Linked DNA regions of Sus scrofa: all the other regions are linked to region 2. Evidence: chromatin contacts called from public Hi-C and HiChIP or PLAC-seq data. All regions are on one chromosome and are shown on one strand. Each heading gives the region's core, a stretch centred on a gene start, on an enhancer-like site or on the middle of the called end of the contact. The rest is flanking DNA. Distances are from core to core; before and after follow the strand shown. Region 1 holds the start of STBD1 (starch-binding domain-containing protein 1). Region 2 holds the start of NUP54 (nucleoporin p54). Region 3 holds the start of SDAD1 (protein SDA1 homolog).

Region 1 (4,327 bases), core at 1,743-4,242, 150 kb after region 2:
CTTTATGAAGGGCCTTCCAGTTATCAGAATTGAATTGTGGGGTTTTCACTCCAGGATTTTACAGAGCTTCTGGAATTTCATTCATTAGCACGTCGATAAAAAACTTTGATGAAGCAACAGCTAAAGTTATCAGTAAGGAAATAAAGAGAAATGTTCAAGGATTTTCACATTATTTATATAATCACTCTATTGGCTTTAGAGTTTGTGAAATTTAAGGACACCCTATATTTGACATTAAGTTTTACTGTGACAAAAGGAGATGAAATAATTCTAAATTTTTCTACAAAATTGAGACTTAAAAATTGGATCTAGATTTCCTGCTGTGGCGCAGTGGGTTAAGGAGCCACTGTGCCACAACTGCAGCGGCTCGAATTGCTGTGGAGATGAGGGTTCAGTTCCTGGCTTGGTGCAGTGGGTTAAGTATCTGGCATTTCCACAGCTGTGGCTCAGATTCATTCCCTGTGCTGGAAACTTCTATATGCTGTGGATCTGATTGCAAGTTGCTGTGTCTGTGGCATAGGCTGGTAGCTGCAGCTTCCATTCAGCCCCTAGCCCAGGAACTTCCATATGCCACAGGTGGGGCCCTAAAAAAGAAAAAAAAAAGAGAGAATGTTATTTTATATAGTGACATTCATTTTCTTAAAAACAGCTTTGCTACCACTTCTTATTTCATTCATACTCATCTCAAGATTAGTTTTATTATCATAAAGCTGCCTGGATTGAAATGTACGTCTGGTTGTCAGTGGTTTTAAACTTTAGAGGTCTTTAAAAAGTTCATCGTCAATTCCCTAATTAGTTTAAGAAAAGAAATCTGGGAGTTCCCATTGTGGCTCAGTGGGTTAAGAATCCAACTAGTACCCATGAGGATTTGGGTTTGATCCCTGGCCTTGCTCAGTGGGTTAAGGATCTGGTGGGCATAGGTTGCAGATGCAGCTTGGATCCTGCTTTGTGGTGGCTGTGGTGTAGGTTGGCAGCTGCCGCTCCAATTTGACCCCTAGCCTGGGAACTTCCTTCCATTTGCCACAGGTTCGGCCCTAAAAAAAAAGAAAAAGATAAAATTTACTTGACAAAAAAACCCAAATCTGCATCTTCATTGTACTTTAAAAATGCAGGTAAAATCCATATAAAGAGGTTAACAGTACTGCTTCAGACTGTGACCACGTGAAGCTTTTAATTCATTTACTTAATCTGTACTTTTTTTTTTTTTTTTTTTTTTTTTTTTTGCTTTGCCCCCAGAATGTGGAACTTCCTGGCCAGGGATCAAACCTGAGCTACAGCAGTGACCTGAGCCACTGCAGTGACAATTCCAGATCTTTAACCCACTTCACTGCAAGGGAACTCCTCAACCTGTACTATACTTTTTGAGGGATGGCTTCAGGAGTGTTTCAGGTGCCAGGAATTCAGCAGAAAACAAAGGATAATACATCCTGCTGTCAATAAACCCTGCTTTTACATTTTTCTTTTCTGGCTTCACCCTCAGCATAAGGAATTTTCAGGGCCCAGGACTGAATCTGGATCCTTAACCCATTGCACCAGGCCGGGGATTGAACCGGCAATGCCACAGACACAAGTCAGATCATTTACCCACTGTGCCACAGCAGCAACTCCTAGTACATTGTAAGGAGAGGAAAGTGGAATTAGGCAGAACAAATCCATGGATTCTACACTGTATTAGATTTGGTGTCCTAAATGGTAAGGAGAAAAATAAGGCAGGAAAAGGGCACATGGAGAAGGGGATGTATGTAATTGCAATGGGGATTATCAAGGGCAGATGACATTGTGCAAAAAAGAAGAGGGAAAGGGAGAGAGGCTGGATGTCTGGATGGCTATCTGCAGGAAGGATGACTCAGCCAGGGAGGAGGAGATGGAGATGAGCTGGGAGAGGACCTGGGGGACAGATGCTATCCTTCTGAAAGGTTTTTGCTAGGAGATGTAGAGCAATTGGAGAGTCTTGAGCAGAAGCCCAGAAGATGGGAGTGTTTAGACAGGATCATTCAGACTGCTGCTTTGAAATGATGTAGGGACTCAAGGGTGGAAGTGGGGATCCCTGGGCCAGGTGATGGCAGTAATCCAGGAGAAACGTAATGGTGGCAGAGCAGGGTGGCACTCGCTGCAGGGAGAAGTAAAATTCTGAATATATTTCGAAGAAACAAGACCAGAATTTGCCACTGCCTCCAATGAGTGGGGGTAAAAAGAGGGTAAGATGACACTTTTTAGCAAGGAGAAAGGATGTGGTCGCCACTTCCTGGGATGAAGTGGGAGCAAGGAACAGTTTTGGGCATGTCAGATTTGAGTGAGCTGGGTTTGAGACGTCTGTTAGCATCGAAAAAGCAGGCCCAAGCTGGCTTGGTCTCCTTCCCCACTTTCCCTCTCCCCCTGACCTTTTGATGATAGGGGCTGTGACCTGAGCCAAAGCACCAGCATCAGCAGCTCTACTGGCCCAGTCTTGCAACCTGTCAGGGACTTCTGTCTGCTCGTGCACGGGGCACATTTGAGCGATTTGTTTTACCAGAGAAGCCATCGTAGTAATTACTCCAAGGCGAATATCTGCCAGCTGTGGCCTTAGCAGTTGGATGTAGGAGCGTGTAGGTCAAGGAAATGGCTCTCCCTGCAGATACAAATATGGGGATCATTAGCTTGAAGCTGGTGGGTAAAGCCACCAGATTGGCAGAAGAGTGAATTTAGAAAGCAATGTATATAATTCTTAGTTCCCAGGGTGGTGGTGGTTGTGTGAGAATCAAACTAAATAAATACATTAACACCAGGCACACCCACAGCACTTAAAAGGCCTTTGCAATTTTTATTAATAAACCCGTCTGCAGAAACCTGCCTCTGGGCAACATCCAGTCCAGTCTGGAGGGCGCGCATTTTGTGACAACCACGCACCCCAAAAAGAGGTCGAGGAAGAAGCAATGACTGGATGTGTTTGAGATGACTGGCATTTACTGATGGATGATCTTAGCCCAATCCCTTCCTTTTCCGGGTGGGAAGGCGGAGGCTTGCGGAGACCAAGTGCAGCTAACGGGCGGCGGAATGGAAGTTCTACCGCACCCGCTGTGCTCTGGATCTACCCCAGCTCACCCGCCCCAGCCCCGCTCGTCTCCGACGCACATCGGCGTCTTCCGCGTCGAAGTTCTAGGAAGCTCCGGCTTCTATGTGGCCGCGCTGCTGCTGAATGTTTGTAAAGAGGAGGCGGCGAGGTGCCCGGAACTGCCCCAAGCAGGGCTGGGCCTGGCGGGCAGCTGCAGCGGGAAGAGCAGGCGGCGTGGCCGGCGCGGGTTGGCGCGCGGAAGCCGTGCGCCCTGGGGTCCTCAGCCATGCGGGACGCACTTGGACCCGGACGCCCAGTGCTCCCGGCCGCCGGCGACCGGCGGGGTCGGGAAGGGAAGAGGTTGGAGAAGGAGGGCGCTCGCGTATCCGCCGGGCCGGAGCCTGGGGCTGCAGCCCCGGGGCGGGGAGTGGGGCGGGGCTGGGAAAGTTGAGTGTTAGTCGCGGAGGGCTGGGCTCCGCGTGGGAGCGCCTGCGGCCAGGGACCGTAAAAGGCTGGAGCGGGTTGGGTAGGTGTGGCTCTGCCTGCGTGACCCGAGCCCGGGCCTCGATCGCCGTCGTCTCCCGCAGCTGCGGCCTCTCAGCCATGGGCGCCGTCTGGTCTGCCCTGCTGGTCGGAGGGGGTCTGGCCGGAGCGCTTTTCGTTTGGCTGCTGCGGGACACGGGAAAGGAGGGGGACGCGGAGCAGCGGAAGGACGCTCCTTCAGGGGAGGCGGCGGCTCCGGGAGGCGATCAGGGTGGCGGCGGCGGACTGAGCCCTGGACCTTCTAGGCGGGAGCCGGTCACCAAACCAGGTATTCTTCCTCCCTGGTCTTGAGGGCAGATCACCAGGGGGGTTAGAAGTTCCCCGAGGGAAGGAAAACCCCGTCTGGAGTTCCGTGGCGGCCCATACCCGGGGGCTAGCTTCCCTCACCCAGGAGTGGACCCTCCCCGCGGCCCGATTTCCCCCCAGCTGGTGTGCACGCGCCGGGCGGGTTCTCGCCTCCAGCGAGGCGAGGCCCAGGAGATGCCCTGGCGGTTCGTCCAGGGCCGCGCCCCGCTGAGTCGCTGCCCTCAGCTCCAGCCCGCGGGGACCTGCCCCTGCCCCTCCGGCGGGGTTGGGTTCCTCCGCTTGGCGGCGCTTGGTGCAGTGCGGGCGGCTGCGGCGGCGGCGCCCCTTCCGGGCCTTCGGAAAGGAATGCTTCGGGTTAGGGGATCCCGCCACCCTCTCCAGTATCTGACGGAGCAGGAACCCAGTCTCAGCCCCAATCCCATAGCCTCATGACCTCCCCTCCTTCGC
Region 2 (4,495 bases), core at 432-2,931:
TCATAATTAGCTTTTTGAGTGCAAAGATGTCTAGCCTACCTTTTAGAACTCAATGTTATCTGACAAATTAAGATACTCTCTGATCACTTCTCAAAAAATCCACTTAAGACTTGGAGGTTCTTTCAATAATTACATTATCTTATAGAAATGTATCCTCATCTGCTTAGTTGACCAAAAAAATAATTATTGTTACACAGGTTAAAAAACAAGACAGGTTGCTGCTGTTCGTATAAGACTTGTTTCTCTCAGGAAACACAAAGACAATCAAATGAAATTCCAATGAAAGGTGCAGGAAAAGTGGAGAAAAAAACGACCGCAGAAGTCCAAGAATTTCAGGAAAATGGGTCTGACTGTTGATCTTATACTTTAAAAGAGATATCTAATAATTTGGAAGATGTATTCTATTCCCAATAATAACGTACTCCAAATTCTTATCACTTGGAAGGTACAGTCTGTTCAATTAAATGCAAATTTAACAGACGAAGATAATAACTTGAAAGGTTTCTCAAAATCAAATCTTTTTAAGAGTCAAAACTTGATACAAATGTTTTTAAATCGACATTAGGAAACTAATTTCCTTTCCTTATTAGACAAGTCACTGTTCTTTCCCAAACTCTAGCAACTACAAAATATTCTTGGACTCCAGCTCCCAACATTCGTTACACAGACGGCCCGCATATCTACCTGCACTTGCCAGACTGTTACCAAAATTGAAAGGAGTCGCCGAAGTAGTAGAAACACCGAAATTCCCAATATTAAAGTTCACTGCAGGATTAGCAGTTAATCCGAAACCCCCAAAATTAAACCCACTGGCGGTGGAGTTGGCAGTCTCAAGCCCACCAAATCCTGATAGGCGTGTAGGCAAAGAAAATTTTAAAAGGGGAGAGGGGAAAGAAGGAAGAAGAAAAAGAAAAGAAAGCAAGATAAGGATTAGAAGAGTCAGCAGGAGGTTTCACAGAGTGAACAAAGACAAACCCTGACTTGGCTCCAAACGAATTAAGAAAGCGGAGGAGGCGGGGCAGGAGAAGGAGCAGGTACGTGCAGTCCCGCAGCAAGAGCCAGAGGGGCCAGGGCCGAGGGAGCCGCAGAGCAGCCCGGAGGTTCTCCAGCGCTACCCTCGCCGCCCAGCAGCGGGAAGCACCCGAGCGCGCCCGCCGGTCCCGGAGCCCGGGAAGGGGAGGGGATGAGAGGGCGGGCCCGGCAAAGGGAGCGAGGAGCCGCCTCCAGCCTCTTGGAATCCGTCTCCCCGGTGGCGGGAAGCGAGCGCTAGAAGGGGTGGGCCATGCGGGGACCCACCCGATGCACGCGAGCTCCCAGCTGGGCCTCTATCCCCCGCGTGGCCTCCTCAGGAGCCGTCTCGGCCCGCTCGGCCGCCGCCTGCCTTTTCCAAAGCCCCTAAAATCTGCGCGCGGGCAGGAGACCCCAGGTTCCCCCAAGCTCAAGAGTCTCGGACCCAAGGCCTCCCCTTTTCCCCGGGAGAAGGTCTGGGGGGAATGACTCACCCGCGGGGGCTGCGGTGGCTGCAGCGGTACCTGAGCTGCCCGAGGGAGCCGCAAAGTTGAAAGCCATGTCGCGGGAGCAGGGGACCAAGGTGCTGCTGCGGGCCTGCTCCCGCGACACTTGGTGCGCTTGGCTTTTCGATCCGGCAGGGAAACCGCGCCAGGAGTACGGAGTTCCGCCCCTTTCTGACCCAGCCTAAGAGGCCGGAACGTTCGAAAAGCGTAGGGGGCGGAGGATGGAGAGGGAACGCCCCTGGCTGGCTAGCTTCCGGGACCTGGCGGCTCCACGCGGCGTGGGGCGTCACAACCAGCGTGACACGCTGGAAAGCTCACCCCGGCGTGCGGCCCGAGGACTCTTGGAGAAGATGCGCAAAAGGCTGACTACAAGTGTGCAATGAAGGCAGGGTAGCAGAGAAAGCTAAATCCTCGTTCTTCCCAGTGGAGAGTCAGTGGTTATCAAAACTGAAAACTCACGAAACAGCTTGTTTGTCACTTAGAGCCGTGGGGTAGTAGTGGGAAAAAAAAAAAAAAAACAGGCTAAAAGTGCCTCTGAGAATGATATCCAAGTAGCTTTGGGTGTTTCTGTTTCGTTTTGTTTTAGAATTCTTAGTAGAAACTTTGTAGAATTATTTGATTCTTCTATTTATATGCTTGTATAACTTTAATAAAAATAAAAACAAACCATTGTGTCTATCAAAATCATAGTTGTCCTTGGATCTAGCAATGCTGTTTCTAGGAATTGATCTTGTAAATGATTTGGCAAAATTAGTGGCCTGCAAGGTTACCTGTTCCAGCATTTTTTATAACAAATGATTCGAAACAAACCTCAGTTTGCTTAAATAGTTGCATTCATACAAAGGAATACTATTCAGCTATGCAGTGGGAACACTCAAGCTCTTCAGGTACAGAAAAGAAAGATCTTAAAAGTAAATGATACAAACACAATTTAGAGCACAGTACATGGTATTCTACAATTTGGGAAAAAAGGAGGGCCTGAATATATAATTACCCACATTCATATACAATATTCCTGGAAAGATACATTTTAAAAATGAATAGCAGTGGTTGCCTCTGTTTTTGTTTTTTGTCTTTTCTAAGGTGGCACCCGAGGCATATGGAGGTTCCCAGGCTAGGGGTCCAATCGGAGCTATTGCTGCTGGCCTACACCTGAGCCACAGCAACACCAGATCCAAGCCACGTCTGTGACCTACACCACAGCTCACGGCAACTCCGGATCCTTAACTCACTGAGAGAGGCCAGGGATGGAACCCTGCAACCTCATGGTTCCTAGTCGGATTCATTAACCACTGAGCCATGACGGGAACTCCAGCTTTGGTTGCCTCTGAAAAGATGAATTGGGTGGCAAGGAGATGGATGAAGACTCTGCAGTATAAACACCTCTTATAGTTTTTGAAAATGTAAATGGTTTACCTAACAAAAAAATTAAATAATGCTAATAGTGGTCCTTGGTCCTAGTGAGAAGGCTGATTGATGGATGAGGACAGCAGGAACGGAGGCTGAGATGAGCAGGCGGACTTGATGATTGATGGGGTATGGAGAGGCGAAGAAGAAGCTGTCCCGCAAGAGTCCCTGGTCCCTGGCTTGCAGAGCAGGGCCCACTGTAATGTCCTTCCCCAGTTGTGGGAATTTGGGAAGAAGACAGGAAAAATGCGTTCCTGTCTTTACTGGGTTTGAGGACAACCTGGCTGAGATCCAGCAGGTGCTGGTTAGAAATCTGGGACTGAGGTTGAACAAGGGGCTTTTGTTTAGATTGTAATTGAAGTTAGGGAACCAATAGGATTGCCAGGGAGAGAGCATCTAGTGAGAAGAGACTGCAGCTAAACACCAGTATGACAACCAGAGCAGAGAGCCCTTTAAACAGCCTGAGAGAGAGGAGAACCAACTGAGCAAAACACGGGAATGCTGGGTGGAAGGGGCAAAAACGGTCACAGCTGGAAAAGAAGAGGTGACTATTTCTTCAACAGGAAGCCTTTGCTGGTCCTTCTTTCTAAAATAACACATCCTACTCCTGCCCCTCTGGCTACTTTAATATTCTTAGCACTTAGTACCCCTTGTTTAGTGTCCCCATCCCCCTTTTAATGTAAGCTCCCTGAGGACAGAAAGCTTTATTTACTGGTGGTGTCCCCAGAGCTAGCAGAGTGCCCCCCCACCATAGGTCCTTATTCAGGACTGTGGAATGAATGCTTGCTTATGCCACAGCTACAGCCACAGCCACAGCCATGCCAGATCCAAGCTGCACCTGCAGCTTGCAGCAACTCCAGATCCCCAACCCACTGAGTAAGGCCAGGGATCAAACCCGCCTCATGGAAACTGTCAGGTTTTTAACCCACTGAGCCACAATGGGAACTCCGGTATTGTTATCTTTTAAATATTTCAGAAATACTTCATCTTCGCCACCATCTCCCTGATTCCAGTTACCGTAACCTCTTGACTAGACCAGGGATCAGAAATGATGGCCCGCTGCTCAAATGTGGGCTCCTTCCTCTTTTTGTAAACACAGTTTTATTGGAACACAGACACATCCATTTGCTTATGTGTTATCACTGCTTTCATGCTACAAGAACAGAATAGTTGTGACAGAGAGGATTGCAAAGCCAAAACAATTTTCTAAGTGGCTCTTTACAGAAAAAAGTTTGCCATCTCTTACCTGGACTGCTGCAGTAGTCCCCTCAATGCAGTGAGCAGGGCTGTTGGACTGTGACCTTAGCAGTTCATTCTAGGTTGCCTGGTCAATGAGCTAGCTGTGGCTGGGGGTTCCCCCTTTTCCTAGGTGAAGGGAAGCAGCTGCACCCAAGGTTTAAGTCCTGGGTCTTCCTCACTCCAACAGCCCAAATCCAACCTGCCTGTTGTTCAGTTGCTCGTGTATTCCTCCACCGACAAGACAGCTTCTTCGCACTTAACCTATAGAAGCTGGGTATATTCTCCATACTGAGACCAGACAGTGCTCTAGTCCTCAGCTTGCCTCTCCGTGGGAT
Region 3 (4,452 bases), core at 479-2,978, 190 kb before region 2:
TGCTTAGAAATTATGGAGTTCCCTTCATGGCTCAGCAGTTAACGAACCCAACTAGGAATCATGAGGACGCAGGGTTCGATCCCTGGGCTCCCTCAGGAGGTTAAGGATCCAGTGTTGTTGTAAGCTGTGGTGTAGGTCACAGATGTGGCTTGGATCTGGCGTTGCTGTGGCGGAGGCTGGCAGCTGTAGCTCCAATTTGACCTCTAACCTGGGAACCTCCATATGCTGAGGGTGCAGCCCTAAAAAAAAAAAAAAAAAGACAAAAAAAAAGCATTGACATAAATATTTGTATGTGAAAATATGGAGGAGAAGGTCGATCAAAAGATGAATGACTGTGGTCCTGGTGTGGCACAATGGGATTGTCTGAGTCTCTGAAGACCTGAGGCGCAGTCTCCGGCCCCAGCCTGGCACAGTGGATTAAGCATCCTGAATTGCCGCAGTGTAGGTCCCAACTGTAGAGGTGGCAACTGGGCTTGATCCCTGGCCCAGGAACTCCATATGCCACGGGGCAGCCAAAAAAGAAGAAAAAAGAATAATTGTTTCAGCCATTGAACAAATCACATTCCAGTAAGAAGCACAGACAAGTAATTGCAGCAAATCTTTTTAATGCCTGTCAAATAGGTGTCCTGACAAAGCAATTGCCATTTTTACATTTATAATGGATAAGCAATGAGGTCCTAGTAAATAGCACAGGAAACTATATCCAGTTTCTTGGGATAGACCATGAAGGAATATAAGAAAAGGAATGTATACATATGTATGACTGGCTCACTCTGCTGTAACAGCAGAAAGTGACACAAGACTGTAAATCAAATATACCTTAATTAAAGTGAAAAAATTTAAAAAAAGAAAAAGCACCTGCCAAGCCACCACGTTCATTTTGTCAAACACCCTTAATGCTCACAATTCGTATGAGGTCGGTATACAAAGTCTCTTACAATCTGAACCTAATCTAATTTTCAACTTCATTCTAGAGATAAATTCCGACGCCCAGGTCATGCCAGCTTCCTATGAGACTGAGTTCTGTTTTTACTAGATATGCTAATTCCCGGCCTGTCCCTTATACCCAAGAATCCCTCTGCTTCCCAACACAGTGCTGCAAAGAGCGCGGGCTCCCGCAAACAGACGTCGGTCGAAAAGCATTCTAACTTAAGTTTCATCAAGTTCAATTTAGGGGTTTCAGAAAAGAAAAGGCTGAGAAACTTGCTTGAAAGTCAGAGGTTGGGGGTGGACCATTTGGCTCTCCCCCTAAAGCAAAATGAGTTCTTTTAAAGGGTGTTTCTGTGACAGCGGGGTCTACCGAGCAGGAGCAGAATTCTAAGAGTGAGGAACGAACTATAACACATGTCTCTCCCTTCATCCCTTTCCTCCTTTCGAGGATAAGAGGACGTGAGGCGAATCAGGATCCCAGCTCCGCTCCACGCCTCCCTCCAGCCAGCGTCCCTACCACCGCGCCCGGGCCTCTAGCGTCCCCGCACCGCATTCCTACCTCCTCGATGTAGGCCGGCGGGTCCCGCTTGATAAGATTCTGTAACTGCGGCAGGTTGCTGGGCAGCTTATTATTGTTTCTGCTAGACATGTTCGCTGCTGACTGGCTACGCAGCGAGCAATTTAAGAGAACCCACACGGCTGGCAACCGCCTACCGCCTCAGCTACCGCCAGGAATCGCGCTTCCGTGTATGACCGGAAACAGCACATGGGAAGCTCAGCAGGCGGCGCCATCTTGGCTCCTAAAGAGAGCTTGACTACGGGAGCCTCAGAGTGTCAAACTTGCTCTCAGTGCCGAAATGCTCCATTGTGATTTATGCAAGATTTCTTTTCCCCCACCCCGCCCCAGCCAACGTTTAAGTAATCTGAAATGCGAATATTTTGTTCACACAGTAACTTTTTTTTTGTGTGTCTTTTTTTTTTTTTTTGCTATTTCTTGGGCCGTTCCCGCGGCATATGGAGGTTCCCAGGCTAGGGGTTGAATCGGAGCTGCAGCCACCAGCCTACGCCAGAGCCACAGCAACGCTGGATCCGAGCCGCGTCTGCAACCTACACCACAGCTCACAGCAACGCTGGATCGTTAACCCACTGAGCAAGGGCAGGGACCGAACCCGCAACCTCATGGTTCCTAGTCGGATTCGTTAACCACTGCGCCACGACGGGAACTCCCCCAGTAACTTATTTCATTATCCCAACATTCCTTATGAAACAGACATGAGAATAGATTTTTTTTCCTTTTTAAAATCCCAAAGCCTTAAAGTTAGAAACTAAAAATATCCGTTGAGAATAGATAGCACTATCCTATTTTAGAGAAGGGGAAAAATATCAATGTGGGGTGTAAATTAGTTTTCCTATATAATTTAAAATACCTGTTTTTGTTTTGTTTTTAATTGTTTCTACCCAGCCTGACACAGACAAGGAGGGAAAACGGTGGTCTGAGTAAAATGTGGTCGTATCCATTGATTTAAAATGCAAATGAATTTGTATTTAAGAACCAACTGTTGGAGTTCCCGTCGTGGCTCAGCAGTTAACTAACCCAACTAGCGGGTTTTAATCCCTGGCCTCACTCAGTGGGTGAAGGATCTGGCTTTGCTGTGCGTGAGCTGTGGTGTAGATCGCAGAGGCAGCTCTGATCCAGCGTTGCTGTGGCTCTGGCATAGGCCTGCCAGCTCAGATTTGACCCCTAACATGGGAATCTTCATATGCAATGAGTGCAGCACTAAAAAGACAAAAAAAAAAAAAAGTTAAAAAACCAGCTATTGGTTAGTAGATGCAAATTACTGCATTTGGAGTGGATAAGCAATGAGATCCTGCTGTATAGCACAGGGAGCTGTATCTCATCACTTGTGATGGAACATGATGGATGATGTGAGAAAAAGAATGTGTATATATATATATTTATATATGACGGGTCACTTCTGTACAGCAGAAACTGATAAGTACTGGGGGAATGAATTAATGAAATAGGGTGTTGTTAATATAGACACTTGATCACTCACCCTGTGTCAAGCACTCTTCCAAGCACTTGACTTGTACTTAATCCTGAGACCAGCCCTCTAAAATAAGCACTATAATTATCTGCACTTTGCAGATGAGGAAACAGGCACAGACATGTTGACTGCCTAAGTTCATAGCAGGTGAGGAAGCTGAGAGTTCAATCCAGGCAGTCTTGATTGTAGCCTGTAGAAAAAAGTAGCCTGATAGTTGTCAGCTGCTAAGCTGGTCTGGCACCAGTAGATGGACAGTAGTATTTCCCTGCTTAACATAAGCAATTTCACAGACACCAGCTTTGGTCCAGGTCATCTGTGGCCACGTTGGAATGAGCCAAAAACAAGACAACTTAGTAATCACATGGAGGCACAAGCAAAATCAAGAATAATGTTCAAACCACGTTGAGTTTTTCAGCAACATTTGGATAATGATTATTTGTTTATTAATCATTGAATCAGGTACTTGTGAGGTTATTAAGGTGTAAATATAAGCAATAAATCTTTTTTTTTAAAAAGCCCACTCAGATTTTAAATTTAAAAAATTTGGTCGATTGGATCAGTGAGGATAAAAAGCATTCTCAAAACAAAAGATATTGAAATTATTTAATGTAATTCCCATCAAAATCATAAGCTTATGTACTATGAATGTTGTACTTATGTACTAAGTCACTAAAATGTGACTTATGAATAAAATATTCAGGCCATGTGGCAAGCTTTTACTCACAGTCTGTATATCAGGCACTAGGGTAAATACTTTGAATACAAAAATAAATAAGGCATGGGCATTTGCCCTAAGGAAACTAATAAAGGAGAGAAATAGACAAACACTCTTAAAATGAATAAACATGTTCCTATAATACAGCAGTGGAAGCAATAGAGAAGACATCCTAACCCAGAGGATCAGAATCTTACAGTCATGGTACTAATAGATTGAAATTCTGAAAGGAGGAGCGAAAGAAAGTCTTCTACATAAAGAAAATAGCCAACGTAAAGGGGCAAATGCTTGACAAAGTCTGGTGTGACTGAAGGTTGGGGGTGGGGAGTGCGGCAGGGAAGATGCTGAGGAAAATGAGTCAGGTGAGAGTATTTGGTTCTGATGGTAAAAGCCTTCACAAGCTAATCTAAGAAGGGTATATAGGTCACTCATTTTACCCCTAAACACCCTGAAGCAGGATTTTTTTTTTTTTGATAGATGAGAATACTAAGACTGAGAGCAGTTAAATACATACATATTTTAATTGACAGGACATTGTAAATCAACTATAATAGAAGAAATAAAAAATGTAAAAAAATACATATGTAGTTTTAAAATGTTAAATAATGGCTATATTATGTGTAATGCAATGTACATATGTTTAGTGTGTATTATCCAGATCAACACAAGAAAACACTATTGCTGTATTTAGTCTTAAAATAGTAAAGGTAGGAGTTCCCGTCGTGGTGCAGCAGAAACAAATCCGACTAGGAACCATGA

The links. A called contact is a pair of places that touch in the nucleus more often than the background predicts. HiChIP or PLAC-seq counts read pairs in DNA pulled down with a chosen protein or histone mark.
Region 1: a contact with region 2 is called in a Hi-C map of skeletal muscle, with 6 times the contacts expected there. The contact joins the promoter of STBD1 here to the promoter of NUP54 in region 2. A contact is called at or near these places in 1 of 5 promoter capture datasets (liver), 2 of 47 Hi-C or Micro-C datasets (both in skeletal muscle) and 1 of 2 datasets of contacts at active chromatin or transcription factors (skeletal muscle).
Region 3: an H3K27ac HiChIP or PLAC-seq map of skeletal muscle shows a contact between it and region 2. The contact joins the promoter of SDAD1 here to the promoter of NUP54 in region 2. A contact is called at or near these places in 1 of 5 promoter capture datasets (liver), 5 of 47 Hi-C or Micro-C datasets (brain, heart right ventricle, liver and 1 more) and 2 of 2 datasets of contacts at active chromatin or transcription factors (alveolar macrophages and skeletal muscle).

The regions. Positions count from the first base shown.
Region 1 is chr8:71,979,995-71,984,321 of Sscrofa11.1, forward strand. STBD1 (starch-binding domain-containing protein 1) reads left to right here and starts at 2,993. Exons shown (of 2, transcript XM_003129093.4): 1 at 2,993-3,842. The coding sequence starts at 3,176.
Region 2 is chr8:71,831,499-71,835,993 of Sscrofa11.1, forward strand. It overlaps NUP54 (nucleoporin p54), which reads right to left and starts at 1,682. Exons shown (of 12, transcript XM_003129118.6): 1 at 1,503-1,682. The coding sequence starts at 1,569.
Region 3 is chr8:71,645,124-71,649,575 of Sscrofa11.1, forward strand. It overlaps SDAD1 (protein SDA1 homolog), which reads right to left and starts at 1,729. Exons shown (of 22, transcript XM_003129088.4): 1 at 1,490-1,729. The coding sequence starts at 1,579.